Regions from separate parts of the Pan troglodytes genome. Here all the other regions are linked to region 3. The links are chromatin contacts, called in public HiChIP or PLAC-seq maps. All regions are on one chromosome and are shown on one strand. Each heading gives the region's core, a stretch centred on a gene start, on an enhancer-like site or on the middle of the called end of the contact. The rest is flanking DNA. Distances are from core to core; before and after follow the strand shown. Region 1 holds the start of SUN2 (Sad1 and UNC84 domain containing 2). Region 2 holds the start of CBX6 (chromobox 6). Region 3 holds the start of ATF4 (activating transcription factor 4).

What was found. HiChIP or PLAC-seq counts read pairs in DNA pulled down with a chosen protein or histone mark.
Region 1: a contact with region 3 is called in an H3K4me3 HiChIP or PLAC-seq map of stem cell-derived excitatory neurons, with 9 times the contacts expected there. The contact joins the promoter of SUN2 here to the promoter of ATF4 in region 3. A contact is called at or near these places in 1 of 7 Hi-C or Micro-C datasets (stem cell-derived neural progenitor cells) and 1 of 1 datasets of contacts at active chromatin or transcription factors (stem cell-derived excitatory neurons).
Region 2: an H3K4me3 HiChIP or PLAC-seq map of stem cell-derived excitatory neurons shows a contact between it and region 3, with 6 times the contacts expected there. The contact joins the promoter of CBX6 here to the promoter of ATF4 in region 3. A contact is called at or near these places in 1 of 7 Hi-C or Micro-C datasets (stem cell-derived neural progenitor cells) and 1 of 1 datasets of contacts at active chromatin or transcription factors (stem cell-derived excitatory neurons).

The regions. Positions count from the first base shown.
Region 1 is chr23:40,760,399-40,763,408 of NHGRI_mPanTro3-v2.0_pri, forward strand. SUN2 (Sad1 and UNC84 domain containing 2) reads right to left here and starts at 1,428. Exons shown (of 19, transcript XM_016939182.4): 1 at 1,156-1,428; 2 at 36-100.
Region 2 is chr23:40,874,814-40,877,623 of NHGRI_mPanTro3-v2.0_pri, forward strand. CBX6 (chromobox 6) reads right to left here and starts at 1,440. Exons shown (of 5, transcript XM_016939189.4): 1 at 393-1,440; 2 at 173-216; 3 at 1-28. The coding sequence starts at 461.
Region 3 is chr23:41,517,046-41,520,147 of NHGRI_mPanTro3-v2.0_pri, forward strand. It overlaps ATF4 (activating transcription factor 4), which reads left to right and starts at 1,648. Exons shown (of 3, transcript NM_001252517.2): 1 at 1,648-1,837; 2 at 2,440-2,757; 3 at 2,859-3,102. The coding sequence starts at 2,532.

The sequences.
Region 1 (3,010 bases), core at 178-2,677, 760 kb before region 3:
CTCCCCCCTCCCTGCCCCGCCCGTACGGTCCCTACCTGAAGGCTCCAGCTGCACACACAGGGACTCCTCTTAGCCTCTGTCCTGCTGAAGGAGGTGACACCTTTGCCCAGGGCAGAAACAAGGCAACATGTTTATACCATACCCAAGCTGCCGCTGGGAAGAACTAAATATTCTGATGGAGGTTGAGGGGGGAGTGCTGAAAACTGTCAGCACCCGCCTCCGCCCTCCCAGAACTTCCAGAGATGCCTCTTAGTCTTTCCTGCGGCATCCTGGCATCACAAAACAGTTTACCATTGAGTCTGGGTTTCACAAGATGAAAAAGGTCGAGGCCCCATTCTCCAAAACAAGAAGTGAGCCTCTAGGAGCTGAAATCTACTACTGCGAATCATAATAGACACCACCCCCGCCCCACCTCCTCCCTAACAATCAGTTAGGAAACGCTCATCGAAAGCATCCTTCCCCACTTCTCAGCTGGGCGACTTCCTTTCTCAATTCCGCCCTTCCCCATCACAAACATCTCCATCCATCTTCAGACTTAAACCAGATCTGGGGCATCTTCCTCGTGACATTTCCACTCCCTGGGCACAGCCAGGCCACACGCCCTTGTGGGACCTGCCAAATGCCCGGTGCTAACTCCCTCTGCCCTCATCCCCACAGGCCAAACCTGCAGAAATTGTCACCAAAGGCGCGCCTCCTGGCTCTCTAAGTCACACCGCGCCCCCCATTGCTTTGTTTTGTTTTGTTTTAGAACTGAACAAAACGGGCCTTCCTCTGAGGCCCTGAGTTCTGACAGGCAGAGGCTGGGAACTGCCTGTCCCTGGAAACGGCCTGTCTGGCACAAAACCCGTAGGCGCTGCCCGGGGCCGGGTTGGGGCAGTCGGCCTTTGCCCTCCTCCTCCCGGGAGGCTGCCCGGGAAGTCCCGCCCGCAGACACCGCCCTCCCGGCTGACCAGTGGCGCGGCAGGCGGGGCGGGGGCCAGGAGGTGAGTCAGGGCGCGGGCCGCGGACCCGGGTGGAGGCTGGAGCCGGCCCAGCGCAGCCCGGAGAGGAGGAAGCAGGCCTGGCGGCGCGGCCCCGCCCGAGTGGCCCGACGGTGACCCGGGGTCAGGCCGGGCCGCGGCCCCCCAACCCTCTCCTGAGCTCGCCCGCACTCACCTGCTGCCGCGGCGGCTTCTAGCCCGGCCGGGGGCGTCCGAGGCCAGGCCGCCGCCGGGGCGCGCCCCCTTTCCGCGTGGGGATCCCGCGGGCGGCGCTCCGCTCAGGGCGACACAGCGGCCGGGCCCGGGGCGCGCGGGCACGCGAAGAGCGGCGACGCGGGACAAGGCGGGCGGGCGGACAATGCGGCCGGCGGAGGCCCGCGCTGCGCGAGTGGGGCCGGGCGGCGCGCGTGTGGCCGACTCTGTATGTGTGCGCCTGTCAGTCAACGCTGACAGGCCGCAGCCCATTGGCCAGGCCCTGCCGGCCGTCACCGCCCACCGCCGCCACCCATTGGCCGGTTTGAACACAAAGCCCCGGCTCGCCCCGCCCCCGCGTAGGCCCCGCTGCCCTGCGCGCTCAGCCTAGGAGTCCGCGCGTGGGAGGCGCTGGGCGGGCGGGGACCCCGGGCTGCGGGAGGACGCGACGGGAGCCTGTGCTGGGGCTCGGGCTCAGCAGGGCACTGGACTCCCGATCTGGCGGCTCAGAACACCTGAGACAGCTCTGAGCGCCCCCACGCGCGCCTGCAGCCTGGTTCACCAGGCCGGCGTCCGAGGGGAGGGTGGGAGCCCTGGGAGCGGCAGCGCGTGGGTGGCCCTTGGTGCGCTCTCGGTGAGGCTGTCGAGGGCTTGCTCAACACCCGGCACCAGTGCCGTTGTCCTCTTAGCCGGCCATTTCTACACCCATTTTTCAGACAAGGAAACAGGTTGCTAATTTGGGGATTCCAGACATGCTGGGAGGCCCTGCCTCTTCCCAAGCTTTACCCAGAGCACCCAAGTTTCACGACAGCTCTTCTATTTTTTGTTTGTTTTAAACAGATTTTCTATTTTATTTAAATAGAGACGAGATCTCACTATGTTTGCCTAGGCTGGTCACGAACTCCTGAGCTCCAGTGATCCTCCCGCCTCGGCTTCCCAAAGTACTAGGATTACAGGTATGAGCCACCGCGCCCGGCCAGCTCTTCTGTTTTAAGGACGGTGCTTGCTGCACTTGAGCTGTGGGAAGGCAGGGCTGGCCACTCATTCTTCTACCTTACTCAGACTTGGAACGAGTTCTCAGCGTTTGAGTAAAATGCTGCCTGACTCCGGGGGTCCTGTTCCTTGGCTCCCCATCCGCCAACTGTACAGATAGAGCAGGTGCACAGCTTGGGATGAATCTCTTTCTGTGCCAGCCCTTCTAAGGGCAGATGAACAGTCGTTATTTTACTTTTAAAGTACCAAGAGGAAACGAGACAAGAATGACAAAATCACCGAGGCAGGAACAGGAAGGCTGTGGGGTCGGAGGATTGAGGAAAGGCAAAACCCTCATGCTAAAGTGGCTTCAGCCCAACTCCAGACAAAAACAGTCCCCTTTCCTGGGCCTCCATTGCCTGCTCTGGAAAGAGAAGAGTCTCCTGCTGGCCATTATCACTCCTAGGTTTAGACTGCAAGCTCTTTGAGGACATGGACAAGCTCTCCAGAGCCTGGTACCGAGCCTGGCTCCGGTCTGAGTGTCTGCTGAATGGAGCAATGAAAGGAGAATTCAAATCAGACGTAGGGGCAGCATCCAGGTAGGGGAAGGGCCTCTCTGACTCCTCATCTCTGGGATGCTCAACTCCAGAATTCTGTCCTAACCACTTCTATGGAGTTTCCACATCCTACCTCCTCCATTGCACAGCCTGCTTCCCCCTCTCCGGGGGTCCTGGCAGACAGGGGGGTCTGGCCTTGCTGGGGTCGGAGGGGAGTCCAGGTCCCCTCCCAGGATGTGCTGAGTGGATATGTGAGGCTCATGCCCACAGGCTGACTGAAGGCAGGCCCCTCTTAAACTCTGCATCCTC
Region 2 (2,810 bases), core at 190-2,689, 640 kb before region 3:
GTTCTCCTCGGGCTCCCAAGTGCTGTACCTGCCGAGTCACAAACGCACAAAATCAGGATGAAGACCAGAGAGGGACAGGCACGCGGCGAGAGCAAGAGCGCGCACCCCCACCCCAGGCCCCGGTGCCCGCTGCCTCCCCTCCCGCGACGCCCCCGGACCCCGCGACACTCACTTGATCGCCCACCCCTTCCATTTCACCAGGTACTCGATGCGTCCCTGAAAAACAGAGGGGAGAAAAACGGGAGTGGGGGTGGGGAGGATGCGGGGACGCGAGGAGGCGGCGGCGCGGGGCTGGGCGAGGGAGCCGGGCTAGCGGGACCGCTTCGCCCCGAGGGCCCCCGGCCCCGGCCCCGGCTGCGGACAGCGGCGGCCCGCCCCGGGCGGCGGCTCACCTTTCGGATCCGCCGTTTGATGATGGATTCGGCCGCGAAGACCCGCTCGCCCACTGCAGACAGCTCCATCTTGCTCAGCGGCACCCACAGCCCATAATACTCCCTGCGCCCGCGGCCGGTGCGGCACCGCTCGCGCACGCGCCGCAGCGCCCAGGCCCCGGCGGGCGGGAGCGCGGCGGGGCGCGCGCTCGCGTTCCAGCTGCGGGCCGTCACGTGATCCTCGCGTCTGGCGCGCGGTTACCACGACCTCCCCCTCCCCCGGGGCGGTTGCTAGGGAAAGTCGGCGCTCGCGGGGCGGGGGCGCGCGCTGGCTCTTAAAGGGGCCGCGCGGGCGGAGGGAGCAATTGCCGGCCGACCCGATGGGTGCCCGGCTTGTGGGCACGCTGCGGCCTTACGCTTATCACCCCCCGTCACATCTTGCCGGCGCCCGATCGCTGACACCCTCTCCTTGCCTCTTAATCCCCACGCGAGTCTCGCCAGGCCCCGGGCGGAGAAGGGCTGTGGAGCCCGAGTCTCGCCGCCACCGCGCATCTCCCGCAGCAGCCTGCAAACAGTTAAATATGATGCAGCAGAAATGCAGTTGCTGTTGCCTTGCCAGGCCTTGCGGGAATTTCTTTAAAACATCGCCCCCCACCCATTATTTATGTATTCGTGGGAGTGTGGTTTTGTAACCAGTTCAGAAGAGTTAAAACAAAAACGCCACCGCAGGAAGGGGGTGTGCGGCGAATGGGGCCGAGGAAGGCCGGAGTGACCGTGGGCATCTGTCTGCGGCCGGGGTCTCGGGCGGCACCTGTCCTCGCCCAGGAGACCGGGGAGGACTCGGCGGGGCCGGTGTGGCAGTGGGGGAGGGAGAGCGACCGCGGGCAGGAACGGGCTCCCCGCACCCCGCCTTGGGCCCACAGCGGGTCATCATCTGGTCATTCGGCAGAAACCGCCTTCGCGGTCATATCTGTGTTTTCCGATTCCCAGCACCCCTCCCGGCCCCCCGACCTGGCCGCGTCCCTCTCCCCGCCCGCAGCTGCGCGAAGCTTCCGCCATTGCTCTGGGGAGCCCAGATCCCAGCTTCCCACTTGAGGAGGGGCGGGGGATCGAGCTGGGGCTGTCCAGGAACGGACACACAAAAAATAGCCCTGCCGCGCAAAACGCTCCACTTTTTAAATGTTGAAATTACTTGAACTTTATTTCCCATTATGTTAGTAGTCTTGTTCTTTGTAAAACAATTTTAAAAATACAGATAAAACAACTGTCCATAACCCCCATAAAACCATTGTTAACATCTTCACCAATCTTCCAGCCTCTGCTCTATGCGTACATAAACTCACGTACACCTATGTATGTATGTATATACATACACATTGTCTGTAGATTTAATTTTTTAACAAAATGGGATCACGCTATTCACACTGTTCTGGAATCTGCTTTTCTCCCTTAATGCTATAAAGTGGACATCTTTCAGTGTCATTAAATACAGATTTCACCATCCTTCCGGTGACCACCTTGGGGCTGAGATGGGGTGGGGAGGAAGGGGGATTGTGAAGAGTCAGGGTTGTGTCTTGCGAACATCAATGGCTCATTAGGAAATATTTTTACGTTTCTGTGCTACAATGCCAATTCTTGGGTTTCAAATCCACCATAGCAAAATGTTAGTCTTTTTCTCCCAGCAGATTTGTCCAATTATTACCTTGAGAGAAATCCCTCTCCTCACTTAAATTCAGTATGTTCCAGGGAAACAGCTATTTGCTGGCCAGCCCAAGGTGAGCTGCTGTGGTAAAAATAGAAATGTCCTCCTGGGAGACGTGGGTGGTGGTGGGTGAGCAGGTGAGAGGAGTGGGTATGACAGTGTGTGTGTGTTCAGGCTGACGGAGACAGGTGGGGGATGAAGCAGGTGAGTCCACTTGTTGATTCATTCAGCAGTGTTTGTGAGCCCTTGTGAAGCACCAGGCTTTGTGTGAAACCATCAGGAAACAAAGGTGCCCCAGGCTGAGGAGCTGTCAGTGGGGTGAGAAAGGCACCTGTCACACAGTGTGACTAATGCTAGAATAAAGGTGTAGGAGTTTCGTGTTGCTGCTCTCACAAATTAACACAAGCTCAGTGGCTTAAAATGACTCAAATTTGTTATCTGATGACTCTGGAGGCGGGAAGTCCCAAATCAGTGTTACTGGGCCCAAGTGAAGGTATCCTCAGGGCTGGTCCCTTTTTGGAGGGTCAAGGAGAGTATCTGTTCCGTGCCTCATCCAGCTTCCAAATGTTGCTGGCATTTCTTGGCTCATGGCTTCATCACTCAAATCTCTGTTTCCACGATCCCTTTGCTCACTTCCTGCTTCTTTCTTTCTTTTGTTTTTGTTTTTGAGATGGAGTCTTGCTCAGTCACCCAGGTGGGAGTGCAGTGGCACAATCTTGGCTCACTGCAACTTCTGC
Region 3 (3,102 bases), core at 398-2,897:
CATGAGGCAAGGATACTCATCAGTAGTCTCATTTTACAAATGAGGAAACTGAGGCTCAGAGAGTATAAGTCATTTAGCCAAAATGTCCCAGCCAGGATTCTTTTGGATGCGCTCCCCAAAATCTGTCTTCTAACTCCTACCCCATACTCCCTCCACTGGGAGCCTTGTGACTTTGAGCAAGAAGCTTCATCCCATTGGGCCACGGTTTACCATTGGAAAGGATTTGTGGGCGAGGTTGAATGAGCGCAGCAGATGGCCTGTGGTTATTTAGAGCAGTGCTTCCCTGGTGGTTTGATATCACAGCGCTCATACTTGTGTGGCCCAGTGAAATGGAGGCGGAAACTCAAAGTTTCCACCTTCACAGGGCCTGACTGGAAGGGGCTGAAAGATGATGGGGAGGTTTCTTGTATTCTTAAAACAGACTACCCCTTCCCAACGCACAACCCCCAGTAAGTGGCCGTGGGTTCCCAAGCGCCTCTCCTCCCTGGGCCATGGGCGTGACTGCTGAAAAGCGGGTTAGGCCGGGGAGTTCAGAATCCGGAGTGAATCCGAACTACCCCAGGGAGACGGCAGCGAAGAAAATCTTGTTCTTAGGAGAACGCAATCTTCGGACACCAGAAGTTCCTCTATGATGCTATTCTGTGGCAGCCTTGCACTTGAGCCGGATGAAAATTGTAAAAACCCAGGTTGGGCGACAGGACGGCGCGTCTTCCCGGCTCCTTTCCAGAGTTTAGGAGGAGCCATGCAGACTCAGCCGGCCTTTGGGGGTAGGTGGACAGGCCCGGCGCGCCCTCTCGAGGCCCCTTCAACCTCCCGGGGGCAGCAGCGCCGTGTCGGCTATGAATGGGGCCTCTGGAAAACTCAGGCTTGGAACAGGTAACCCCCCGGTTTCCGCAGGCCACAAATCACCACCCGCAACCGAAGGACGCGCAGGCTGGGAGCGGCGGCGGGGCCACCAGTGCGGACCTCCACTGAGGGCGGCGGGATCCGACCGCAGGGGCTGGTCCCTGAGGCCACTAAGGGGTGCGCTGGGCTAAGGCCGCCTGGGGGCAGGAGCCAGCGCGATCGTGGCGGGCCAGCAGGCGAGGCTGGCTGAGGACTAGCAGAGACCTAGCAGAGACCCGAGACCCCTACCCTTCCCACGCGGACCCCGGGATCCCTCTCCCAGCAGCCGCCCATCTAGGGCCCTGAGCCAATAAGAGCTCGAGGTATATATGATTCACCGGGCCTGGGCCAATCACCTTGACGCGCGCTCTTCGCCAGCACCTCGCGCGATAACCTGGCGTCCTCGCCCTTCACAATAAAAACTCTTCGCCGGAAAACGACCTTTCCCCGCCCACTGCGCTGACACCGGAAGCGAGGCGTGTCTGGGAGATCACTCCGCGCTCCGGCGGCGAAGGAAAGAACGGACTCTGATCATAGAAGCCTAGTAAAGTAGTACGCCTCTCTCCTTTCGTGAGGCCATAAGAACAAACTCCTTTTCTCGTCACAGCTACGCCCTGGGCATAAACGGTTGGGGCGTCAAAGGGAGGGAGGGAAGGGAGCGGGCGGGAGGAGACGGTCACGTGGTCGCGGCGGAAGGATGCGTCTGTGCTGCGTCCCCATAGAGACGAAATCTATAAAGGGCCGGCGGGCGGCCACTGCAGCCATTTCTACTTTGCCCGCCCACAGATGTAGTTTTCCCTGCACGTGTGCGTTTTCCCTCCTCCCCGCCCTCAGGGTCCACGGCCACCATGGCGTATTAGGGGCAGCAGTGCCTGCGGCAGCATTGGCCTTTGCAGCGGCGGCAGCAGCACCAGGCTCTGCAGCGGCAACCCCCAGCGGCTTAAGCCATGGCGTGAGTACCGGGGCGGGTCGTCCAGCTGTGCTCCTGGGGCCGACGCGGGTTTTGGATTGGTGGGGTGCGGCCTGGGGCCAGGGCGGTGCCGCCAAGGGGGAAGCGATTTAACGAGCGCCCGGGACGCGTGGTCTTTGCTTGGGTGTCCCCGAGACGCTCGCGTGCCTGGGATCGGGAAAGCGCAGTCGGGTGCCCGGACTGCTTCCCCAGGGGCCCTACAGCCCTCGGACCCCGAGCCCCGCAAGGGTCCCAGGGGTCTTGGCTGTTGCCCCGCGAAACGTGGCAGGAACCAAGATGGCGGCGGCAGGGCGGCGGCGCGGGCGTGAGTCAAGGGCGGGCGGTGGGCGGGGCGCGGCCGCCCTGGCCGCATTTGGACGTGGGGACGGAGCGCCTTCCTCTTGGCGGCCGGTGGAAGAATTGCCTGGTCTCCGTGAGCGTCCATTTTGTGGAACCTGAGTTGCAAGCAGGGAGGGGCAGATACAACTGCCCTGTTCCCGATTCTCTAGATGGCCGATCTAGAGAAGTCCCGCCTCATAAGTGGAAGGATGAAATTCTCAGAACAGCTAACCTCTAATGGGAGTTGGCTTCTGATTCTCATTCAGGCTTCTCACGGCATTCAGCAGCAGCGTTGCTGTAACCGACAAAGACACCTTCGAATTAAGCACATTCCTCGATTCCAGCAAAGCACCACAACATGACCGAAATGAGCTTCCTGAGCAGCGAGGTGTTGGTGGGGGACTTGATGTCCCCCTTCGACCAGTCGGGTTTGGGGGCTGAAGAAAGCCTAGGTCTCTTAGATGATTACCTGGAGGTGGCCAAGCACTTCAAACCTCATGGGTTCTCCAGCGACAAGGCTAAGGCGGGCTCCTCCGAATGGCTGGCTGTGGATGGGTTGGTCAGTCCCTCCAACAACAGCAAGGGTGAGTGGGCCACCACCACATCGTCCGGGTGGGATCTAGGGTTAGGGGCCTCCTACCTTTGTATCTGACTCACTTGGCCCCATCACTCAAATGTTTTGCAGAGGATGCCTTCTCCGGGACAGATTGGATGTTGGAGAAAATGGATTTGAAGGAGTTCGACTTGGATGCCCTGTTGGGTATAGATGACCTGGAAACCATGCCAGATGACCTTCTGACCACGTTGGATGACACTTGTGATCTCTTTGCCCCCCTAGTCCAGGAGACTAATAAGGAGCCCCCCCAGACGGTGAACCCAATTGGCCATCTCCCAGAAAGTTTAACAAAACCCGACCAGGTTGCCCCCTT